Linked DNA regions of Triticum aestivum: region 2 is linked to region 1. Evidence: chromatin contacts called from public HiCAR-type data. All regions are on one chromosome and are shown on one strand. The core of a region is the stretch at or near the end of the contact, and the rest is flanking DNA. Distances in the headings are between cores, read along the strand shown. Region 1 holds the start of LOC123143027 (MAPK kinase substrate protein At1g80180). Region 2 holds the start of LOC123143035 (probable polygalacturonase At1g80170).

Region 1 (5,385 bases), core at 1,720-4,219:
TTGTCTTGATGAATTATTTAATTGTATAGATATGGTATTTAGGTTCTGATGTTAAAACTGACAACTCTTGATCAGCAAAACCCCATAATTTCCTCAACGTTTGTGCTCAGAAGCTTCAGTTTGATGCTTTCTGACTTGAATGTGCAGGTCTAGACATATTGCAACCAAATGATAGAGTAGATATCTATACTAATGTATTTGTAAACGTGGTAACAAACTGACGGATAGATCAGAAATTCAGAACAATGAAGCACACTTTACTGTTTCTACATTTTGTTTGGACGAGACCATCCCCTGATTTATCAGTTGGGAGCATACTTTGTCTCTGTTGTTAATTGCTTATGTAAAAGTTGCTTGGTTTATGCTGCTTCATTGAATTTGTGTAGCTTATAAGTACCAATCCGGGGTAACTTGTGCTAGGAGCCATAGATAAAGTGCCATATTCTGTGGGTTTGTACTTACCAGTACATTATCAAATTATTTATGCATGTACTTATATTTTTAGGTCTGGGGAAGATCTCAGGATATGGATCTGTATTCTCCTTTGGATATAAATCATTCGGCAAGACTACCAATAGAAAACGCTATTGTTCCTTTCGAACCTGATAACATTGCTGGACCCTCTGTTGATCAAGATGGTTCAGATCTGTCCCCAAGCATACAGGAGGCTTTGCACCGGTCAACCATGGACATAAGGTATATGAATTTCCTGCACAAAATCTTTTATTTTATTAAGGGAACTGTATATATAGTTTTCAGAAATGTTAAGCACTGTATGTTAGCCTTTACTCTCTTTTTGCCCTCGAGAACTCTTTCAGCAGTTCAAAATATTTTCGGACAAGATATGTCATCTGAACCTAGGAGTTCTTCCTGGAATGTCTGTCTATCAGCTAGTATGATGGCATATTAACATCTTTCTCATCGTGCTACAGTCACATACTCTCGGGTTCCATGTTACAACAAACTAATGGCTATATACCTTAGTAGTATTAAAAAAAGCTATATGGCTTATCTTTTGAATTTTCCAATGCCATCTAATCACTTTGGCAATGTTCTTTTTTTATGAGTAAAGCATTATTAATGCCTAAACTGTTACCAACCAGGTTTTGTTGTCTTTAGGATGATGAGATTTTTTAGGATTTAGAACTAAGCGTAATGGACTTGGATCGAATTCTCATATTGAAAGAGTCCCTTAGTGTTGTTCTAAGCATCTTTTCCTATACAACTTTGTTGTGATTTACAGTTACAATCATCATGATATGAACATCCTATGACTTGTCTTTCATCATTCTTCATGCCACGCGGACCTGTCAAGTGCAGGGTGCTGTGCTTTAACATGACGATATGTTAGTTTCTAATTTACAGTTTGTTGCTGATAGTGGTGCAGAGTATAAAAGGAAGGAGGTGCCACTTAAAGTATTCCCTACAAGGCATCTGCTAAAGCTGGACACTACGTTGAGTTCTTACTGTGATATGCAACGTGTCCTTTTTGAAGAGGAACAATCAGCATATAACCAAGCTATGCTTCAGAATATTTGGTAATTCAAGTTCCTTAATGAAAATGTAATATCAGGATGCTTGGTCTCACCGTAAAGGTTGCGCTTGTTTTGTTTGTTTGTGCAGTGATGGGAAGATGCACCCACTTACATCTATGCACCACACCTCCACATACAATGCTTCTCTATGCAAACTGATGGAGTACTGGTGAGAGCAAAATCTTCTTTTTCTTCTTCTGCTTATCCAAACACAGTGACTGCTCATAGTGTCTAATCGTCTGCTAACATGTCGTGCTTGTGCTGTCTTAGCTTGACCCCAGCTATAACTGTGCTTCAGGACCGTGTGAAAGAAAACGAACTTCGGGTGAGTGGACTAGATTTCATTATATGGCGCTGTTCGGTCATTCCAGGGCTAATGGCTATTTGCTCATTGTAAACAGTTGGCTATGCTAGTGGAGGAGCATAAACAACTGGAGGCCGAGCAGAGCACGAAAACTGGTTCTCCTCGCCGTCCGATGCCCGGAGGGACTACCAGTGGCATCACTTCGCCAAGGGGCCAGGACAAGTACCCTTCCGGCAGACAAGGGGGCCCTATAAGCCCTAGCAGCAGCAGCCGGAGGAAGGCTCCTTGACTCGGACTTTGCTCGCCATTCTGTCATGGTGGATAGTCCGATTCTTGGCCCTGCCTGATGCTTTCTGGAACGCCAAACCTGTCCTTCAGCGTGAGGGGTGAAGTCGCAATGCAAATGTACATACCCATCTCCTTTTAGCGCCTGTCCCGCCGTCCTTCTGTGGAAGTAACCAATCAACAGTGGTTCCCTTTTGCTTTCTGTTGTCCTTGCGCCAAATCCTTTTGCCTGGTTGCGCTGAGCTTGTAATGTGTACTCACTGGCGCGATGAGTCTCGGGGCAGTGGTTGCGCTGAGCTTGTAATGTGTACTCACTGGCTTGACGAGTCTCGGGCAGGCTTTCTAGTTGGAAAAAACTCTTGTACCAATCCTGCTGTCGAAATGTTCAGGGAAGCCTCGCTTGCCTAGGTGCTCTCACCCTGCGCTGATCTCAATGTCAACAGCCGTACAAGGACGATGGGACTCGGACGAGCCCCGCCGGCCGTCCGGCAGCTCCGGTGACAACTTGTCCCGCTCTTACGTTCAAAAAGAAAAAGAAAAAGACAACTTGTCCTGCTCTAACTGCTGCACTGTTTTGGAGCTTTTGTAACGAAAGTGAGATATTTGGAAGCAACATGACAAGGGCCATGCAACCACTCCCACTGTTGCTGGATGGAGGCGTGATGTGCAGTCCCGCGTCTGTACACGAACGATCGACCCGGTCACACGACCAAACCACGCGCCCGAGCCGACGCCGGTTGCTGCTTGGATATGAATGAGTGATCGCAGGCTGACAGCGACGGGTGACCAGAGTAGATTATCACCGTGCCATGCATGAATCGGCGGCCATATCCGTTTTCCTCCCGCTCTCAGCAGGGTCAGACCCACGTCCACATCCCTTTCGGTTTCCCTCCCCTCCTACTCCATCAATTTCCTCCCGATCGTTTCCTGCCCGCGTTGATTGCGTCGGCGTCCCAGCGTACGCGCACGCCAAGTTTTACCACCACGGCCGGGCTCGGCACTCGCGACGCGTAGACGGGCGCAGCTTCTCTTCTCCTGCCGCGCGTGCGCCACAGGGAAAGGAAGGGCGGCGACCGATGGCGGGGCTGCAGCGGTCCAGCGGCACGTTCCGGCGGTCGGGGTCGTCGGGGATGGTGTGGGACGACGACAGCCACCTCTCCGGGGAGATCAAGCCCGTGCGGGTCGAGCGGAGCCGCTCCACGGGCCACGCCGGGTACAGGGCGTCCGCCGGCCGCGTCTCGCCCGCGCTCGACCCGCCCTCGCCCCGCGTCGCCGTCTGCGGCTTCTGCGCCTTCTTCCGCGGCGGCAAGGCCAAGAAGAACAACGACGGCAAGGCGGCCAAGTCCAAGGCTCGAACGGCCGCCGGTTCACCAGCAAGACCAAAGGTGAGGCGAGCCAGTGGCTGATCCGTCTCTACGTCCCTGCAGCCCGTACGCAGTACATATGTAAAAACTTCGGTAGTTTCTTCCCTTTTCTCGTGTTGTTATATACTGATCGTCCCATGTGTATGGAGCAAGCGCACGGTTTTAATTTGTAGTAGGATGGATGTATAGAGGGCAGCGTAGAACTGTGTGCCTCCATGGATGATCACTCTTTTTGCGAGACCGGGTCTCATCATCACTCGATTGTACAGTGTTGTCTTCCATTTTGCTACGTGATCAGATATTTGTAGGACAGCAGGATTACTGGCAGTACAACTTTTGTTACTTAAAACGTGCTGTGTATATTCTGTTCTGTGCTTTTCTAGTATCTTCCAGTGTAGCAGCAACCTACGCAATTGTTTTTCTTTTTCTTTCTTTTTAGATCAGTAGGCTTCAGTGCTTCACAGATCTATATAACTGCACTGCTCAAGCTCCCCACCAGCTATGTTCAGAGACAAGTCTGCCCGTTCCTGGAATCTGGAATCATGAGCGTTTTCTTTCTTGCTGTGCGTTGCGGAAAAGGCCAATCATCTCATCTCACACGTTTATCTGCCGCTTTCTTTGACACGCGAACATCCGTGTTTGCTGCTGCTAACTGAATTACAAGGTTTAATCTTATCGCTGGGGTGAATATTTCAAGGAGACACAGAAAATATGGGACGAGCAATCCAACAAATTTCGTCACTGCCAGCCCGGACATGCATGTTTAATTGTGCAGTCGTGTTAACTAGAGATGATCCTCAGGGTATCCCTTGACCCTGATTAGTTCAATGAAATGAGGTAGATTTTCAAAATTAACACGACTTTTGAAATTTCAATTCATTGGTGATTTTCTGCTGGGCTGAGAGTGCCATGCAGTGGCGGAGCTAGACCAAAACCATTGGGGGGGGGGGGGGGGGTGACGTAAATGACAAAGGGGGGACGGCCCCCCTCGGCCCCAACATAGCTCCGCCGTTGGTGCCATGGTCTAGTTTTGTCCCGACTAAGCTAAGAGTGCCATGGACTTTTGAAATTTCAATTCATTATTAAAACTACTACGTTGTTAAAACAAAAAATGCCATCTCGTAATGATAAAATGCCATTCTTAATAATGAAAAGGCCATCTCTTAATAATTAAAATTCCGCGTACAAAAGAACCTTGACTTGTGAACACAAAAAAAATAAAAAAAATCCATGTGACGTAGATTGAAAATTTATAAAACTGCCATGTCATTTTTCTAGCAAAGCTGCCATTTATCTAATCACAAAACACATATAATTCCATCATGGTGAAAAACAAAAATGCCATCCTCTCAATATTAAAAATGACACCCTGTTAATAAGAAAATGCCATACTCTCAACAATGAACATGCCATCATATTATTAATAAAATTGCCAACCTCTTATTATTAAAACTACCATGCCATTAAACCTAAAATGCCATCTCTTAATAATAAAAATTACATTTTTAATAATAAAAATACCATCTCTTAATAATAAAATACCATGTAAAAAAACAAACTTGACTTGTGAAAAAAATAAAAAACTGTTTAAAATGCCATGTGACATAGATATTTTTTTTTATAAAATTGTCATGTTATTTTTTCTAGAAGAGTTGCCGTGTACCTAATAATAAAACACATATAATTCCATCATGGTGAAAAAAAGACAAAAAATATGGCATGAGATTCAAACCCATGACTCCCAAGTACAAACTCACACCTCTACCGAGCGTGCTGGGTGAGATACTTTGAAAGTAAAGAGGTTCATTGGGTTTTATCTTATAGTGAACGGGTTTTAAACGCTGACCTGGCACCCAATCCATCACATGCCAAGATTGCTGCAGCACACCGGACGACA
Region 2 (5,257 bases), core at 2,575-5,074, 43 kb after region 1:
AAAGCCGCTTGACTGAAAGTATTTGCCGTGTGAACTCTCGCAAGCGCCATCTACCAGACTTGATCATTGATCTGTGGATCATCTTCATCGATCACTAAGTCATCGAATTCCTCCTCTACAAGGTCTAACAGGCCAAAGAATTCATCAAGGCCATCACCACAACCCTTTCATGCACCTACGCTTGTCGCTGAGAAGGCGTCCGAGTTAGATGGCATCACCTGAATGGGAACGCTGTCGTGGATCGGCAGGAAGAATGAGGTAGACTCAATGTGATCGCAGTCGCCCAAGGAGACAAATGCTAGCCACCACTAGGGGAAAACATTTCAGCTTGTAATGATTACCTGCTCGTCTATCTGTCCTATGGGACCATAAGTTTGTGGTCTCATGCTAACCAGCTAGTGGGGCACATTCTGAATGCAACGTTTTAGAGGACGGGCTCCATAGAGCTCGTTATTTGATTTTTTTAAATACCATTTAAAAGTTAAAAACATTTTTTTTCAGAAAATATACACTCATGTTCTCCGAGCGTCCATAATTTTTTGTTAAATTATACCATTATTTGTAGGGAACACGATAAGGACAAAACTTTGGTCCAAATACAACAAAGAAAAGGCCCATTTAATCTATGTGTTTGTCTTTTTTTCTTTACACCTCTTATGAGCATGTATGTTAATCAAGTTTCGTATGTGTATATACTACAACTATATGCTTATGTGCATACTTTTTTAGGTGTGAAAAGTATTTTCACTGATAACTTGGAGCTCTTCCCTCAAATGCACTTTTCAGGCATATACTCCCCTTAACAGATCATTGATGTCATTCACTCATGCTATATACCGTTCTAGCTAGCCAGACAAGCAGATTATCTCAAAATTCATGCCTATGATGATCAATTTCCATAGAGGGTATCATTTTGAGTGAATTTCGTTTAACCAGTTATTGGTTGTATCATGGATGGTTTAGATATTTTTCTCTCATTCATCACATGTTTAATCCAATCAAATTTCCTGTCAGAACTAGCTTTAATTACTCCATGCCTGGTGTTTGATAACTTTCAGGAGCATCAGTGGCAAGTGGGGGTGGGAACACTGGCGGATATCACTTTTGGTGGTGCTCCTCGAGTGCCGAGCCTTGACTTTCTGGGTGAAAACCTAAGGCCCGATCTTCATTGGTTGTGCCTCACAATTGCCTTGCTACAGGTATTGTGTTGACAACTCAGACTTTTTCCAGGGTGAAAACCTAAGATCTTGAATCGAGCGAGGACGGCGCTTCTGCACTGTTCCCTTCTTGAAGGCGTTGCTTTTGAAGACCTTTTTTGTTTTCCAGGTGTTGTCTTTGGTGGTGGTTTATGTGGTGCGGTTGAGAGGAGTTAATCATTGTAGCGGGCCTTTTTTTTGTGTGCTTTTTCAGGTTGTGTGCATCATGAATGTCTTTGTGACATTTGTTGGTGCAGAGGCCGGGTGTAATTGATATCTTCATGATATTAATATATTTTCTTTATTAAAAAAATTCTTTCATGCCTAGATGGGACCCATACGACTAGTGTTAGGGGTCCGCAAAATAGCTTAATACACATTTTGGGTACTACCCTCGTGTTTACAGGTATCAACCTATTTCCATCATATAATCGGGTGCTACCCTCATTACCCTTAGTAGCGCATATCTGACGCTAACTGGGTTGACATGTCGCTCGACAGGTTGCCTACCAATCTCTATTTTGTTTCTCTTCAATTGGAGATGCATGGACCGGGGGTTCTATTGTCAGGAAGTGCACTATTATTTAGTTCACCACGCACTTAAAGAAATGAGCACTAGAGGATGATATGAGCTAGGGGAAGTGCTTGCGATTGTTGTGCCAAAGAGGGGCACATGTGCAAAAATCAAAGATCTCAAGTAAAAGTAAAGCACATCAATAGTGTGACCTTCTATAATTTTGGACACAACCACAGCTTTTGAAAAACGACTTTTATCATTTATTTTTATTACATAAATCTAATCTAGTCTTACAGAAAATTTACACATATGATTTTCATCCATCCAATCTAAAAACTAAAAGAAAGTTGAAGGCAAGCCACCTCTTCAAAATATTCAAAAGAGGTGACAACTAGGCACCACGCCAAACGCTAACATTCCAGAATGAGCATTAATTAAGACTAACCGAAGTAGATTTTTGGTACTTATTTAACGTCCACAAACAACAACTATTTAAGGTGCGTATAATACTTAGTTTAACCCAAAACTTACCACAAGAGCAACAAGTGGTTGGATGGTTAGGAGGATCATGTTATTGACACATTTTCGTCTCATTAGTGCGGATTATTCTCTGGATGAAAGACGACATTTCTGTTGATAGCCAGACACAACTCCAATCAGATCTGACGGTTTTTGCTCGCTCCCAGCCTGTGGATCGGGGTGATCCATCTGCCCCCAACCACATCGGGCTCCAAGCCACTGCCACCGGTCCCTGCCTCCTCCGTCCGTCGCTCCGGCAGTCGGAGGGGGTGGGGACCCTGGTGCTTCAGCATATGTCTGTAGTTAGGTTTGGCCTAGTGCTTCCTTGAGGCGTTGTTTCCAAGGAGAAGGTGGCGCCGCGTCGGAATAATTTATCTATGCTCTTCCTCCATCTCGTCGTCGCTGTAACCGGTGGCGTCGCGGAGCAGGTGGCCCGGTCGTCTCGCCGATCTCTGGACCCGACGAGGTTCATGTCTGGTGGTTCGTCGACGGCACTCTCGCGGGTGGCGGTCGGTTCGGCTGTTGTAGTTGTGTTTACTTCTTGCAGTTGGGTGCGTGGATGATGGCAGGCGGTGACGTTCCTCTTCTTCGACTACATCGATTGAAGTTGAAGGCATCGAGATCTGGTGACCACGGGGAAGATCCCTGGCCTACGTGCCACAAAGACTCGGTCTCGTCGCTTGCGACGACCCACTTCACCGGCTCGAAAAGCATCTTTGTATGCAGTGGTGCTCTCCTATATCTTGGTATGGCGGCTGTTTTTATCTTTTTCCGGCATTGACATGGTGGCGGCGGAGGACATTTGTGGACTATGTTTCGGCGAGGCACGAGTTTCTGCAAGAGTGGAATAGTAGTTTTACCTCTTGTGGAATTCTTTATGCAAAGTTGCTTGACAAGCATTTGTGTCTTGTATGATGACCATATGTGTAATCTCTGTGAACAGATTGTCTAATGAAATATATGGTTGATTAAAAACAAAACTCCAACCAGATCTTCATCAGTTTTCAAATAAAAGAACCTCTAATTCAATTTATGAGGATTATTCTGTGAGTGACCCTGTTGTTACCAAAGCGCAACTCCGACTCAATCTCAAATAGTACTCCCTCCGTTCCAAAGTTAGTATAAAGTTGAGTCGTCTATTTTGGAACAGATTGATACTTTTTAAAGAAAAACTATAGATCGATTTATGTCGACTATTCTTTTAGTGAGAGGAGGCATTCCTGTCTCTAGAGAGGAGCAACTTTGACCTCGTCTTTATAGTACTTAAAATAGTAAAGAAGAGAAAAAAAAACCCTCTAAATCAATCTTAGACGATTCATGCAGCGTTTGCACAAAATTACCCTGATCGGCCGATCCCCTTCCAATGGCTCGTTATACCATCCTATAACTTGCCCCATAGTAAAGCACTTGTCGAATTATACTAGCCTACATTAACATAAAGCAATATACAGTGCATTTTGATCAAGACATGGACATGAATCAAACGAAAGTGCAGCAATGTGTTGCCCAATCCGCAGGCAACTCAAATGACCCCTTTGCCACCTGCGGAAATCTCGCGATCGCCCGACAAAATCACGGATGGAATTCACTTGCTTCCCGGGAAAAAGCAGGCCAGGTACAAGGGCGGCACATGCTAGGTGTCGCGCAAGCAATCAGCTCGCCCCGTCCGTCCTCTCGCCGCTTCCCGTCTTCAGTTCTTTATGCCGCTCGGTGCCAGCGGTGCGGCGGTGCGCGCCCCGAGCAGAGCTAGCTAGGTGATTTATTCGGCGCGGGAATGGTGCCCGGGGCGAGGGCTCCGGCGGCGTCCGTGCTGCGTGGGCTCGTGGCGCTCGCCGGCGCGGCCGTCTTGTGGTTCTCCGGCGCCGCCGAGGCCCGCGTCCTACTCACGCTCGACGACTTCGGCGCCGTCGGCGACGGCATTGCCAACGACACGCAGGTGACGCATATATGCACACTCTCTGACAGATTGATCCGCGTCGATCGCCGTGGTTAATTGACCTCTCGGCGCTCTCTGTTTCGATGCATCGGTCAGGCGTTCGTGGACGCGTGGACGGCGGCGTGCGGCTCGGAGGAGCAGGCCGTGCTCGCCGTGCCCGTCGCCAAGGCCTACCAGATCTGGCCGGTGCAGCTCTCCGGCCCCTGCAAGAAGAAGCTCAAGCTGCTGGTACGTGCGTCGGTCCCTTGTTTCTCGCGTGCGTTTCTTGATGTTGACGGTGGCGCTGGCCAGATCGCCGGGACGATCGTGGCGCCGGCAAGCCCCGACGAGTGGGCGGGGAGGGACCCGATGAAGTGGCTCTACATCTACGGCGTGGACGGCCTGTCCGTGAGCGGCGGCGGCACCATCGACGGCGTCGGGCAGGAGTGGTGGGCGCGCTCCTGCAAGCGCAAGAAGACCCAGGTGCGTACTCTGTAACTACCAGTCAACTACCAACTGACACCTCACCTGTCTCAGCTCTGAATAATGTTCTTGGTTTCCCGCAGCCCTGCAACACGCGGCCTCCTCCTAGGGTGAGTGGACCTCGACCATCCCCGTTTCTCACCGGCGGCGAGGAGCGCCGGACGGCGAGATTAGTCTGATCGATTTGGGATGTTGTAGGCGTTGCATTTCGAGGAGTGCAGGGGGGTGAGCGTGCAGGGGGTGACGCTGCAGAACGGGCCGCAGTTCCACCTGTCCTTCACGCGGTGCACGGACGTGAAGGCCAACTTCCTCCGGGTGGTGGCGCCGGCGGACAGCCCCAACACCGACGGCGTCCACCTCAACGACTCCTCCCGCGTCCAGATCACGGACAACCTCATCTCCACGGGTACGTTGTCACTAGTGTCAAGTGTGCCCTGTATGGCGGTATGCTCTGCTGACCTCTCCCCGTCAGAGTCAGACTGCGACGCCTTAACACCATCCGTGCTTGGAATTTTCTTGTTGAAAACCCGTTGCTTGCATTTTCTTTTTCTTCTGAAAGATAAGGTCAAAGCCGGCGGCTGGTTGAACCTTGACCGAATACATACATACAATCTGACGAAATAGATA

What was found. HiCAR-type assays count read pairs that join an accessible place to other places.
Region 2: a contact with region 1 is called in a HiCAR-type map of leaf, with 3 times the contacts expected there. The contact joins the promoter of LOC123143035 here to the promoter of LOC123143027 in region 1. A contact is called at or near these places in 1 of 5 Hi-C or Micro-C datasets (an unstated tissue) and 1 of 1 datasets of contacts at active chromatin or transcription factors (leaf).

The regions. Positions count from the first base shown.
Region 1 is chr1B:621,543,182-621,548,566 of IWGSC CS RefSeq v2.1, forward strand. It overlaps LOC123143027 (MAPK kinase substrate protein At1g80180), which reads left to right and starts at 2,970. Exons shown (of 1, transcript XM_044561790.1): 1 at 2,970-3,837. The coding sequence starts at 3,201. The coding sequence ends at 3,530. LOC123143018 (lys-63-specific deubiquitinase BRCC36) reads left to right here. Exons shown (of 10, transcript XM_044561779.1): 6 at 506-696; 7 at 1,380-1,538; 8 at 1,624-1,704; 9 at 1,806-1,860; 10 at 1,937-2,541. The coding sequence ends at 2,128.
Region 2 is chr1B:621,585,011-621,590,267 of IWGSC CS RefSeq v2.1, forward strand. It overlaps LOC123143035 (probable polygalacturonase At1g80170), which reads left to right and starts at 3,825. Exons shown (of 9, transcript XM_044561801.1): 1 at 3,825-4,168; 2 at 4,265-4,396; 3 at 4,460-4,630; 4 at 4,714-4,740; 5 at 4,829-5,036. The coding sequence starts at 4,007.